2 separate regions of the Pan troglodytes genome follow, and region 1 is linked to region 2. A link is a contact called in public Hi-C data. All regions are on one chromosome and are shown on one strand. Each heading gives the region's core, a stretch centred on a gene start, on an enhancer-like site or on the middle of the called end of the contact. The rest is flanking DNA. Distances are from core to core; before and after follow the strand shown. Region 1 holds the start of FST (follistatin). Region 2 overlaps ARL15 (ADP ribosylation factor like GTPase 15).

Region 1 (6,543 bases), core at 1,949-4,448, 520 kb after region 2:
AATCCGGGGCGCAGACGCAGCGGGGTTTGTTCTTCTTGTTCATTCGGCATTTTTTCCCAGGTCCACAGTCCACGTTCTCACACGTTTCTGTGAGTTGGAAACAGGCATGGATTAAAACCAGAGCCAGGCAGTCTGCAGGTCAGCCAGGAGGGCTTCGGGTGCCTTGCGCAATCATGCAGCCCTGAGTTTGCGCTGGAGGGGCCCCAGACTCTCTCCTGGAATATTGGGAGTTGGTGAAAGAGTGTGGACCTTGGGCTGTGCCCCACACCCAGATCTCTCTCATTAAGGAGCACAGGTTGGTGGGTTTCACCACCACACTTGGCTAAGAAGTCTGGCGTGTATTCCCTACAGCCTGTAACAGGCAGAATTAGAGTCTGCACGGCTTACCAGGGCAAGGGACAGGAAGGGGAAGCCCAGGAACAAAGCTCTCCTACTCCCAAACCCCAGTCAGGTAGCGGGGAAGCTAAGGGTAAGACGCCCTCTACTGAGGGCCTGCAAGTCGGGAAGAAGGAGTCCTACCTTTACAGGGGATGCAGTTGGGGGCGCCCCCGTTGAAAATCATCCACTTGAAGAGTGTGTTGTCATTCACGTCCTCCTCGGTCCACGAGGTGCTCAGACGGCCGGTGCTGCAGCACTCCTCCTTGCTCAGTTCGGTCTTGTACAGGACCTGGCAGCGGCCGTTCTTCGCTTGACGGAGCCAGCAGTTCCCAGCTGTGAAGAGACAAGGGTGGGGAGGTGGGTGAGTGAGCAGTGAGCGGTGGCAGGGCAGGGAGAGCAAGGTGGCTAGCGAAGGAGACCCGGCGGGAATGGGGAGGGGGTGAGCGTGGAGGAGGGGAAGTGAGAGAGACGCGGGAGAAAAGTAGGAAATAAATCGAAAGGGGTGGAGGGGTGGAAAAAGAAGGCAGTGGGGGGGAAGCCCTGATCACAGAGATGGGAGGTGGGCGAGAGGGAGGGAGGGAGAGAGGGAGAAGACAGGGCGCCCCAGCCATATCAATGTCAGTTACCAGTGACCCAGACACAACACGTGCAGCTTGCATTGACTTTTACTAGACTGTTTACTTTTATTCGTCCCATTTCATAACCTGCAGAGACTCGAAGAGCAGATTAAAGAACCTGACAAAAACAGGGTGCGACGGATGTTTTTACATGCTGGTTTCATGTAGGCGGGTACAGGAATTATTTGTGACAGGGGTTAAGAAAGTAAGAGAACGAGAGAGAGGAGAGAGGAGAGATGGAGGGGAGAGAGAGGGAGAAGGAAAGAGAAAGAAAGAAAAGAAAGAAGAGAAAGAAAGAAAAGAAAGAGAAAGAAAGGAAAAAAGGAAGAAAGAAAGAGAGAGAGGAAGAAAGAAAAGAAAGAAAGAGAGAGAGAGAGAAACAGATCAAGCAAAAGGCACTTCTGAAAAATGAAAGCAAGAAAGCGACCCGGCCCAGCCCGGAGCTACTCCGCGCGGCCTCCAGGCGCAGCCAGCCCGACGGGCCCGTTTTGCAATCCGCCAGACCGGAGCACGCCCGCGGCCACCGCGATCTTTCGAAATCTCCGAGGGCTGCTTTCCTCCGCGCCCACGTCCGGGCACCAGGCAGAGCCTCTCCCCTAAAGGCGGGCAACCCAGCGCAGTGCCATGCAGACGGCGAGGGGCAGTGCCCAGGAGGGCAGTTTACAACATACTTAAAATGTTAACGCTGAAGCAGGGAAAGTAATGCCTTAAGGTGGGGGGAGGGGGGAGTCTTCCTACCATTTCACGGTTATAAGTACCTATCTCATACCTAGCAAGAAATATTTGCAAGTGATTTCTCCCTCTTCCCCCTTTTTAATGTTCGGATTTGGGTCGAGAAGACTTCTCATGAATCACCAATATGACTTTAACAATCATTGGATCGCAAGCTGCTATTATTATTTTAAACATTCTGCCCAAAGACTAATTGAAATAAACAAATCTATTTTTAAAAGGCAAGCTTCAGAAATTTGCTCTTAACCCATTTCAGAATTTAAGTCAGTTATGGGCTGCTCACTGTTTTACAGAAAGCTAAGTGTCAGAAAGAAGAATGAGGCAGAGGGGAAAAAAACTGTAAAGTGCTCAAAGCACTTTGGGGTAATAATTTGGCTTTTTTTTTTTTTTTTTTTTTTTTTTTTTTTGCGAGAATGGGGGATGGGGTTGGAAGAAGCATCCACTAGGCAGAAAGCTACTTCCCTTGAAAATCTTCAGCACCCACATTTCCAAGTTTGGGCAAAGTTTCTGGAACCACGTCCCCCAGCCACCAAATAAAATTCAGTATCTCTCCCCCAAACCCCCAGGTTTTCTTTTCTTTCTTTCCTTTTTTTTTTTTTTTTTTAAGTATCCAAAAGATGTGGGAGGGAGAGAGATGAGACTGCAAATGGGTCGACTGAAATCTCCAGGCTACTACTGATACTTGTTCCCTTCTTCAGAGCCAAACAGAGGAGATCACATCTAAAGTTATCATGGCCAGAACTTGGAGCATCTAACCCTAACTACTAAGACCCCAGCTCGCTCCCTTTCCTTTTTCAAGATAACCGAGCTCCAAACTCAGTTCCCAGTCCTAAAGTGTCATTGCCTACAATTTTCCCACTCCTCTCCATCCCGGAGTCCCCAAGTTGGTTCAACATCTTTCGAGAGCAGCGTTGCTCAGAACAGACCAAGTGGAGACCACAGAAAAGTCGACCCCCCTGTCCTCAGCCAAGCCTCCCCAGCGCATCCCCACTCGCTTACCCTGGGCACTGCGGTCCTCCATGAACTGGCAGAGCAGCAGCAGCAGGAGGCAAAGCCCACCCGGCTGGTGCCTAGCGCGGACCATCCTGGGGGCAGGCGCGGGGCGAGGAGCGCAGCGGCGCGGGGAGCCGGCGCGGCGGCGGGTGGCTCGGGCGAGCGGCGCGCGTCGCAGAGGCCAGCGGCGGAGGGCGCAGCGATCCCGGCGCAGCCCCGCGCTCGCCGCCGGCCGCCCGCGCGATTCAATGGACGTCAGAAGCCGGGCGCAGCCGCGCTTTAAATCTAGACGGGGGTCTCCGCGGTTTGCGGTGGGCGGTCTCCCAGTGTGTGGGGCTGTGGGAGGGCGGCCGCGAGCGAGTGTGTGCGCGGCTCCTTGGGGGTGGGGAGCTTTCAAAAGTTCAGTGTGAATCAGGTGACATTTCCCACCTTCTGGAAACCCTTCCCAATTATCTTTCGGAGGTGCCCGAAATCAAAACGGCTGGAGGGGAATCGTCGAGTTCTTATTTGCGTAGGAGCGAGAGGGAGGGGGAAGGCGACCGGGGCGGGGGTTGGGGGCTACGCGTCGGGGGTGGGGAGTGGGGAAGAACACCCACTTCAAGTCCTGCTCGCCGCCGCTCGCCGGCAGCGCCGGCGCGCCCGGGGTGGCGGGTGTGTGTGTGAGTGTGTGTGTGTGTGTGAGTGTGTGTGCGCGCGCGCGCGAGTGTGAGAGGGAGGGCGCGGTGGGGGCGCTGGAGGCGGTGGCGGGGGGAGCGGGGGGAACCCGGGAGTTTGTCTCCGTGCTGCCTCTCCTCCGCTCCAAAGAGACTTTTGCAAACGGCCGGAGAGCCCCGGGCTGCCCAAATATCCCGCCCCGGGTCGGGTCGGAGCGCGCCGGCCTCGCGGCGGTTCCGGGCACCCGCAGCCTGGGCGCGGGACCCGCGAGGTTTTGTGTCTGGGTCTGTGAGCGCCTGACTTTGCAGCCACCCCCAGCCCAGAGGTGTTGCTAGGAACCCCGGCCCCGGCACCTTCCACCCTGGCAGAGCGCTACCGAGACGCGGCCCTTCGTCTGGACTAGTCGGAAGCAAACAAAAATGTTTAACACCTCAGGCCCGGTCTCCCCGCGGCACAGCCTCGCCCTCTCCCTTTCTTTTCTCCCCTTTCACTTCGCGGCGTCTGGAGTCGGAGCCCGGAGCGGGGGCGCCGACGTAGGCGGTCTGGCCCCCCTTCCTCTCCCGCCTGGAGACTCCCCAGTTTCTGTCCTGTGTGCCTCTGTCTGTCTCTCAGTCTCCTCGGCTCCAATCTCTCTCTCTTTCTGTCTCGTCTTCTCTCTTTTCGCGGAATAAAAAAGATTGCAACATCCATAATGAACTTCTGTAGCCTCAGTTTATTAAGTACAGTGCCTGGCATTCTTCGCTGAAAGTTGGCGGGTCTCTCATTTATAACATTTTTGGCACCGCTGAATGAAACTGAGGAGGCGATATTTCCTTTTATATAAAACGATTACTTCACGGAAAATGCTATATTGTTTATTCCAAAGCTGCCTTTTAAATTTGTTCTTTTCGCATCTGAAGCCCGAAGGACAACAGATAGCGAAGTATGCAGACAAAATTCTTGGACATTCGCAGGTCACTGGGATTTGTTCTACGAATTTCAAATCTGCCCTTCTTCCCCCCCTGCAACTGCCCTCCCCCCGCCAGACCCTCCTCCAGTCCTCCTCTAGCCCTCCCACCCCCCATCTTCCATCAACCTTCCCCCCTCCACAACTGCAAATAACTCAGTGATAACAGATTTTTTTCCACCAACTGCAGGAGATAGTGCTAATCTTTTAATAAAAGATCCCATTACAATGGGATCTGTCTGGACAGACTATAATAGATCCCGAAATACAGCCGTGCTAATATTAGAAGACAGTTGTTTGGGTGCCTCTCAGACGGGCCCAAGCCCCCCTTTGAAAGTGGGCATGAATCACAAAGCCCCGCGGCCGCCGCACCTGCACCGCGCGCATTCGGTGCAGCAGGCTGGTAAAAACGGGTGACCTCGCCGCCGCTTTTCGCTTTATAATTACCGTCATGAGGACGGGAGGGGAGGGGCTCGGGCGGCCCGGGGGAGACTGGCTTTTTGCTAACTTCAGACGGCTGTGGGGGCTCCACATCCTTCTTAATCTTTCCAGAATCATTCTGTCTGTTTCTGTCTCGCTGTCTCTCTCCCCTTCTCCCTTTCCCTCCAGTCCTCCAACCCATTCCCTCTGCTCTCTTTCCCCTACTCCTTCCCCTCTTCTCTCCTTCCCTCCCTCTACCCAGACTCTACCCGTACTCTCCCTCCCTTTTCTCCCTCTCTTTCTTTTCCAGTCTCCTTTTCTCTCTTCCCTCCAACTCATTAATGTAGAGTTGTTTAGTGCCCTCTAATGGCAGACGACATTAACAATTAATAGCAAACTGTCCCCTTTGCAGGAGCCGCCACTCAATGGCAGAGTTCCAAAGCTGAATTTATTTCTTCTTTATTCAGAGAAATGGTATAGTCCTTATACAATGATGTGCTGGAGGGAAAGTTTGTTTTCTCTGCTTAAAGGTTCCCCCACCCCTGCCCAAGGATAAGTTAAAGGAAAGAGAAGCTAACAAGTATTGTTACTTGACTTTTTCCCCCTACCCTGTCTTTTAATGGCAGCAAGAGACACAGCTTCTTTTTAAGTTAGGGGTATCAAACCGTATATCCAAGGTTGAAAAATAAACATTCCAAATGCATAAAAGATCTCAGATGGTAAGTAACTGGATCTTACAGCAATGCTATCAATGGTCATACATAATTACATGATTTTATATTTGTCTCCAGTTTAAATATATTTATTGGTCCTGAATTGGCCAGTAGCCTCTGGAAACTGGGGTCTTTTTCTTAGACTTTCCACCCTAGGACTACACAAAATATTTAAATTTTACTTATATGCCTAGTTGTATATGAAGTCATCTTGCCTGGAGAAATATAGAATCACGTTTTAATCCATATTTATTTTCTCAATATCTTTGGGAAGATTGTTTTAAAGTTCATAATCTCATCATATTTTATAACCGTATAGCAAGGAGAATAGTGATATAACTTGTATGTTCTTACTAGATTTTAATTTTGTTCATTCCTATATGTACATATAGCATGTTGACGTAAAAGGGTCATACAAGTATACACAAAGATTACCTTTTTGGGGGGAAGGTCTATGTAGCTAAATGAAGATTAGAATAGAAGCAATTTGGAGGGGCTAATCAAAAAATTTTCCATGTTTGAGCAAAACTATTTAGTTTGTCCAGATACTTATTTTAGTTTATGTATATAGAAACAACTGGTGTCACAAAAACTTTCTAAATTAATTTAAGTTGTATCCTCACAATTCCAGTATGATTGGGTAAAAGTAAAAATTTCATTTCTATTTCATTTTTTGTCTATGTAATGCCAAATGCTCAGACCAGTCATTTGACTAAATTGACTGCCTTGACTAGTTGTTTTGGCATCATGTAATTGTCTTGGCTAAGCCAAAGCAGACACAGTAGCTCTCATTGTAAAAAATGCCACCACAAATAGGAGTCCCTCAGTACCAGAGGGTGACCCAACACAGGATTACTTCTCGTCCCAGAGAAGGTGACCCTGCAGGTCAGGGTTGAGGTCACTGGCAAACACACTGTGGAAAACATAAGTGCTGTGTTGCTTTTGCCCTTTTGAATAAGCAGCTTGGTGTTTGTTTAGTGACACAAGCTCATCCTGTTTTTCAGCTGCACCTTGGATAGTATTGATCTGTTTGGGAGAATGTCTGCTCCAAATCAGCACAGATCAGTCACCATGACTCTTGCCATCTAGG
Region 2 (6,225 bases), core at 76-2,575:
GGGTTTCTCCATGTTGGTCGGGCTGGTCTCAAACTCCCAACTTCAGGTGATCCGCCCACCTTGGCCTCCCAAAGTGCTGGGATTACAGGTGTGAGCCACCGCACCCAGCCTTTATGTATTTATTTATTTATTTTTATTTTTATTTTTTTGAAGTGAAGTTTCACTCTTGTTGCACAAGTTGGAGTGCAGTGGCACGATCTTGGCTCACTGCACCCTCCACCTCCCGGGTTCAAGTGATTCTCCGTGCCTCAGCCTCCCAAGTGGCTGGGATTACAGGCCCGCACCACCATACCTGGCTAATTTTTTTGTATTTTTAGCAGGAACGGGGTTTCACCATGTTGGCCAGGCTGGTCTTGAACTGCCGACCTCAGGTGATCCACCTGCCTCGGCCTCCCAAAGTGCTGGGATTACAGGCGTGAGCCACCACGCCCGGCCTTCCACTTATTTTTGAACATTTCTTTTCGTTTGAAGTTCCCTTCTTCCTGAGCTTATTTTAGCATTGCACATGCCTACTTGTTTTCCTACATTTCCTTTCACTGTCTTCTTCACTCAGTTTTCTTTTCCTCTCTATTCCGTGAGTATAGACACTTACCGAATGTTGGTCCTACAGCCTTCTCTTTATTCTCTGTTCTTTCTACCTACGAGATTTCTTCCACTTCCTGGCCCCACTCTTGACAACATCTCAGTGTTGATGTCTCTGTCTTCTGACTCCAGATCCAAATGTTCCTCTGAGTGTGCTTAATGTGAATGCACCAATGCCCCATTAGCCCCCACATCCCTTCAGCATCGTCATGTTAAATAAATTCCTTATTCCAGTGGGAGTTTACTTATTCTGTCTCCTCCCACTCATGTCTGCTATTTGGGACGTCCCTCTTTTGGTTGGTGTTGCCCTGGTTCTCATTGGCACCAAACCCAATTCCCATGTCTGTCTCTCCTTTTTAGACCATAAGCAGAGACCAGGCCTTTTCATTTTGTAACTGCTGCATGTAGTACAGTGCCTGGAACACAGCTCAGTAAGTAACAAGCTGATTGATTCACTGAATTAATATTGAACGGCTTCTCTCCCACCTCCCAGTTAGTTCTCAAAGACTTTTCATGCCCTCATCTCTTATGTAAATATTCCACTTTTATTCTTTTGCATCTCTAACCTTCCCTTTATGTTTCTGCCAGAGTTGTCCTCCTTACAGAAGTCCCTTTCTGTGCAGGGCTGTGCCTTATTCATCTTTATATAACCCAAGTGCTGAACCGCAGTGCCTTGTATACAGTAGCCACTTAAAGGTATGCTAAATTTGAGCAGAGCTAAGAAGGAAGGAAAGAGATGTGAGGGGTGACACATTGAAAGGAGGATTAGAAAGATAAAAGGGGAGAAACTAAAGGGCTGAGGCCAGCCAGTCTGTCTGTAAACATTCCATTAGTCCTGGTGTTAGATTGGATGAAAGCTTTTTTTTTTTTTTTTTCCTGATGTCCCTGGACACTTCTCCTTTGGAAAAGAACGATACATTATTCAAGAGATGGGGAAAGCGAGAGAAATAGGGCTCAGTCCCCCTCACAAAAATCTGGTTCATAGAACCCAGAATTTTGGAGCTAGAAAATGCCTGAGTAGAGCCCAGCTCTCATTCTGCAGGCAAGGAAACTGAGGCATGAGGAGGTTAAGTGGCTTAGCCGCTAGCTAATGGGAAAATCAGCAGTCAAACATGAGTCTCTTTCTTCCTCTCCCAGCACATCCATCAGTAAATCACATTTTCTCTTTTCTTGGTGGTGCAGGCCAGTGTTTAAGGTGAGGGATTATGATTACTAAGAGACTAGGCATTTTAAAGACCCTTTGCTAATCACAAATTTTTGCAAAGTTTACATCAGGCTCTTTTTAAAGGACTCAGCATGGTGGGAAATAGATTAGTGGTTTTACATTTCTTTTTTTTAAGTGGAGATTTCCAAAGCGTCCCTCTTTTTATTTTCTTTTTAAAATAAAATTGTACTTAGCATAATTAGAGAAACAGATTAAAGTGGAATTGTTCTGGCTAAATTGGAGGTGAGGACCATAAATTCTGCTTGCTGCCCCCTTCCCCATCCACCTCCTTCATCCTGCTCCTGGATGCCCACTGAAGAATCTGAAAAGTTTCTTAGAGAACACTTTTTATCCAGTTAATCAAATGACCTCCAAGGTCCCCTTCATTCTCTCATGCTATGGTGCTGAGATGATGTAGTCTGTTGCCATTTGGATCATTATTGAAAATTATCAGGTGATGAGGATTTAGGGAGAGTGAAACAAGAAGTGGTGTGGGAAGGCCTGCTATTCATCAGGAAATAAAAGGTACCCTTAATTTGGTTTTTAAGAAATAGTTAGGAAAAGAGATTGATAGGGCAGCAGAGAGACTGTCTACTGCTTGGAGATTTTGAATGCTGTGGCTAGAGTGATAAACAAAGACAACTCTTAGTAGTGGGCACATATCAAGAAATGAAGAATGAAGAGACCAGAGTTGAGGAGCTCAGATTAGGGAACTCTTCTGAGCTCAGGACATAAAGAAGAAGACAGATTATTTGGAGAAAAAAGTTTGAAAGGTTTTTGTGAACTGGATTTATAATGTAAAGGACAGAACTTTGTTGAGTTGTTTTCCAAGGTTCAGCAAACGAATTGCATTTCAGCATAAATTTGTCAAATGGTAGATGAGAAATGTATTGTTCACCCTATTGAGGTAGTAATGTTGGAAAGAGATCTTGCTGTACGATACAGGAGAAGGAAGGTTTATTAAACTGCACAGAATGTCTGCAAGTCATCCAACATCTCAGAACTCTTTCTTCCCATCTGTAAAAATAGGAAGATTATAATTTTAGATATGTTGGGCCTGTGTCCATCCCAGTGCTCCTGCTCCCTTCTGCCTTCAGGCGTAAGGTACAGGTGTAAGGTGTTAGCCTACCATTATTCTCTTTTTATCTAGGGTCTCTTTGGATCAGTAGTCTCTAACTAGAGACAATACCATTCCTACCTAGGGGACTTTCTCCTAACCAGCCTCAGAAACCTATTTTTAGGTAGCAAAAGAAAAACATTTGCCATATAGACCTAGATGTTAGCTGCTTGTCACAAGCTGAAGGGGTGTTCTCTCTTTTTTTTTTTTTTATGAGACAGTCTCACTCTGTCACCCAGGCTGGAGTGCAGTGGTGTGATCTCAGTGCACTGCAACCTCCGCCTCCCGGGTTCAAGCAATTCTCGTGCTTCAGCCTCCCAAGTAGCTGGGATTACAGATGTGCACCACCGTGCCCAGCTAATTTTTGTATTTTTAGTGGAGACGGAGTTTCGCCATGCTGGCCAAGCTGGTCTTGAACTCCAGACCTCAGATGATCTACCCGCCTCAGTCTCCCAAAGTGTTGGGATTACAGGTGTGAGCCACTGCACCCAGCCTGAAGGGGTGTTCTAATGTTGAGTATGATCACACATGCATCAGCTCTGTTCTGGTACTCGCATTTCTTCAACCAGAGGCTCCCCTCATAAATGTCAGATTAGTCCCAGGAGACACTAGTCTGCAATCTGATTTCCCTTGCCATTGTCCCCAGCTAGGCGGCAGAGCTGAGTTTAACTAAAAGTATAAGAAAACTGGGTTTTTTGCTCACCCATCTAGCTGAACATCCTCCTGAACATCTGCCTGAACATCCTCCTCTGAAGAAGCCAATGAGAATTATTGATAATGTATGAACCCCCAGGAGGCAAACCTTTTACAAATAAACTGAAAGACAAGGAAGTAAAGTTATATACAGTTATTCAGGAACACTCAACCACCCCTGCTTTTTAAAACCACATAATGAGGCTTTAGCACATTTCACCCTTATTCTGTTTTTGTTTCTGTTTTAAGCTAGAGACTCTTTGGGTCAGTGGTTTCCAACTGGAGAAAGTACTTTTCTTGCCTAGGGGACTTTGGGGAACGTATGGGAATATTCTGATTATCACTATAACTGGGGTCACTGCTAGCATTTTGTGGGCAGGGGCCAGGAATGCCAGGACAAGGCCAACCCCCGAAAAGGGAGAATTATCATATCTTAAATGCCAGGAGCATCCTCATTGAAACACTGAGCATTTTAATGAAAATGTACTCTTCCTTTGCCAAAGTTTCTTACTGATAAACTATGATAAACTACTCTTGAAGATGAGTAATCTATAGCTATTTTGCTTATTTGGACCTTAGTAGTGTAACTGTTTTCTGACATTGGACACTCAACAAGTGTCTGCCAAAATACTGAGAATTATGAGTAGTGAGGCATCAAATATTTAAAACATATTTCTGTTTTATACATAAGCAGTATAGTCATTTTTAAAATCATTTATTGCACACCCCTAATGTAGACAAATGTTTATAAAATATTATTTGAATTAAATGCAACTGAACACTCACATCATTTAAAAAAATCCCCAATTGCTTTTTTTTTTTTTTTTTTTTTTGAGACGGAGTCTCGCTCTGTCTCCCAGATGTGCAGTGGCACAATCTCGGCTCAGTGCAACCTCCACTTCCCGGGTTCAAGCAATTCTCTGCCTCAGCCTCCTGAGTAGCTGGGATTACAGGCACCCACCACCATGCCCAGCTAATTTTTGTATTTTTAGTAGAGATGGGGTTTCACCATCTTGGCCAGGCTGGTCTTGAACTCCTGACCTCGTGATCTGCCTGCCTCGGCCTCCCAAAGTGCTGGGATTACAGGCATGAGCCACCGCGCCCAGCCTCCCAGTTACTTTTAAAGAATGTCTTGGCACCCATTAAGAAAAGTAGATGTTTAGACCAGGTACGGTGGCTTATGCCTGTAATTCCAGTACTTTGGGAGACTGAGGTGGGAGGATTGCTTGAAGACAGGAGTTTGAGACCAGCCTCAGCAACATAGTGAGACCCCCTGTCCATATAAAAAGAAAGAAAAATAAGTGTTGATTTGAGGTGTGTGTTTTCATTTAAATGGCTCTAATATTAATATTAATGGCATAGGACTTTTAAAATAATTTTTAAAAAATTTTAAAGCAAGGCAGCTGGTATATGGCCTACATTTAGATGTGAGTTGCAGTTTTTAAATGCATCTTCACTGTTGGTGGTCTCAGCAAAGTCAGTTCAGACATGGCAGGAGTTAGGGATTGGGAGGAAGAAAATACAATTTCATTTTCCTCATGTTAAATGTACATTATCAAGGATCCAGTTTAAATGTGTCTAAGTTAATTGGAGCCCCTAGGAGCCACTTTGCTAAGCAGCTAATTCAGCCTCTCTTCCCCAGAGAGGATAATTGTTGTTAAAAAACAAAAAAGTAAAATGTGTTGTTTTCTCATGTAATTATGTAACTGACATCTTTATATAATAATACATTTGGGTGGTCTGTCCCTGAAACACTCGGTTTGTTAGGAAACATTACAGTTTCCACAAGTAATCACTTACTCCTAAATATTATGAAAGAATTTGGTATTATTACATTGCATCATTGCATTAGTCAGAAGCTAAACTTTCTAAATGAGTTTGGCACTGGAAAAGGCTTCTAGGTTTTTTGCTATTTTTTTCTTAAATGTCATTATATGAGCTAAAATACTCTTCAGGTGGAATACTATATGACGGAATGTTTAAAAGTAACAAAATACCAATCTGTTAAAGAAAAGAGCAAGGGTCCCAAGGTGGCATCTTTTCAGTAATTACATTGTGATATACTTATCAATGTGGTTATTCCAGTCTCTTTCAGCTCATTCATTTGCCCCCGCTGGATTGGGTTAGGACGCATGAACTTACTTGCCATAGTGAACCACAAATATCTTGACAATGGACACGCTGCCATTAAAATGGAGTTCATTTTAATACATGTTGGTAATAAGGTTCTGTGACTTGCTGACTAAAAAATGCCACACTTAATGAAACTGGAATTTTCCCTTTAATTCTATTCTTCTGAGACTATAGACTGCCTTGGTCCTGAGGAGACACCCATCCCTAATGCCAGATTCAGCCAGGACCTGACTCTAACTAATCATGATGGCAACCTGAGGGCATGTTGTTAAATTGCTTTTACCTAGAATTGTGTGGGAGGCTTTTGCAAAGTAGCAGAGAGAGGAAAGAAAGTGCACAGACAGATAAAACTCTAAGGAGGGAGGAGAACCCCAGGGCAAAAGCAATATGAGGTAAACATGCAAAAAGCTGAAATAGGCAAGGTAAAAGGTGCAGAAAGTTGAAATAGGCAATGTAAGGACAGAGTTTGATTTCAAAGGTAGAAAAGGAAATTGTG

Evidence for each region. A called contact is a pair of places that touch in the nucleus more often than the background predicts.
Region 1: a contact with region 2 is called in a Hi-C map of induced pluripotent stem cells, with 1.6 times the contacts expected there. The contact joins the promoter of FST here to the enhancer-like site in region 2. A contact is called at or near these places in 1 of 7 Hi-C or Micro-C datasets (induced pluripotent stem cells) and 1 of 1 datasets of contacts at active chromatin or transcription factors (stem cell-derived excitatory neurons).

The regions. Positions count from the first base shown.
Region 1 is chr4:61,178,330-61,184,872 of NHGRI_mPanTro3-v2.0_pri, forward strand. FST (follistatin) reads right to left here and starts at 3,199. Exons shown (of 6, transcript XM_009449166.5): 1 at 2,727-3,199; 2 at 520-711; 3 at 1-87. The coding sequence starts at 2,811.
Region 2 is chr4:60,661,671-60,667,895 of NHGRI_mPanTro3-v2.0_pri, forward strand. The region is part of intron 4 of ARL15 (ADP ribosylation factor like GTPase 15); the gene reads left to right. Among named protein-coding and RNA genes, the nearest start is that of MIR581, 45 kb to the right of the region's middle. Within about 2 kb of position 1,326, at least 3 of the 24 cell types and tissues checked have an H3K27ac peak or open chromatin away from gene starts, as enhancers often do. A contact at or near this core is called in induced pluripotent stem cells, where this site is marked.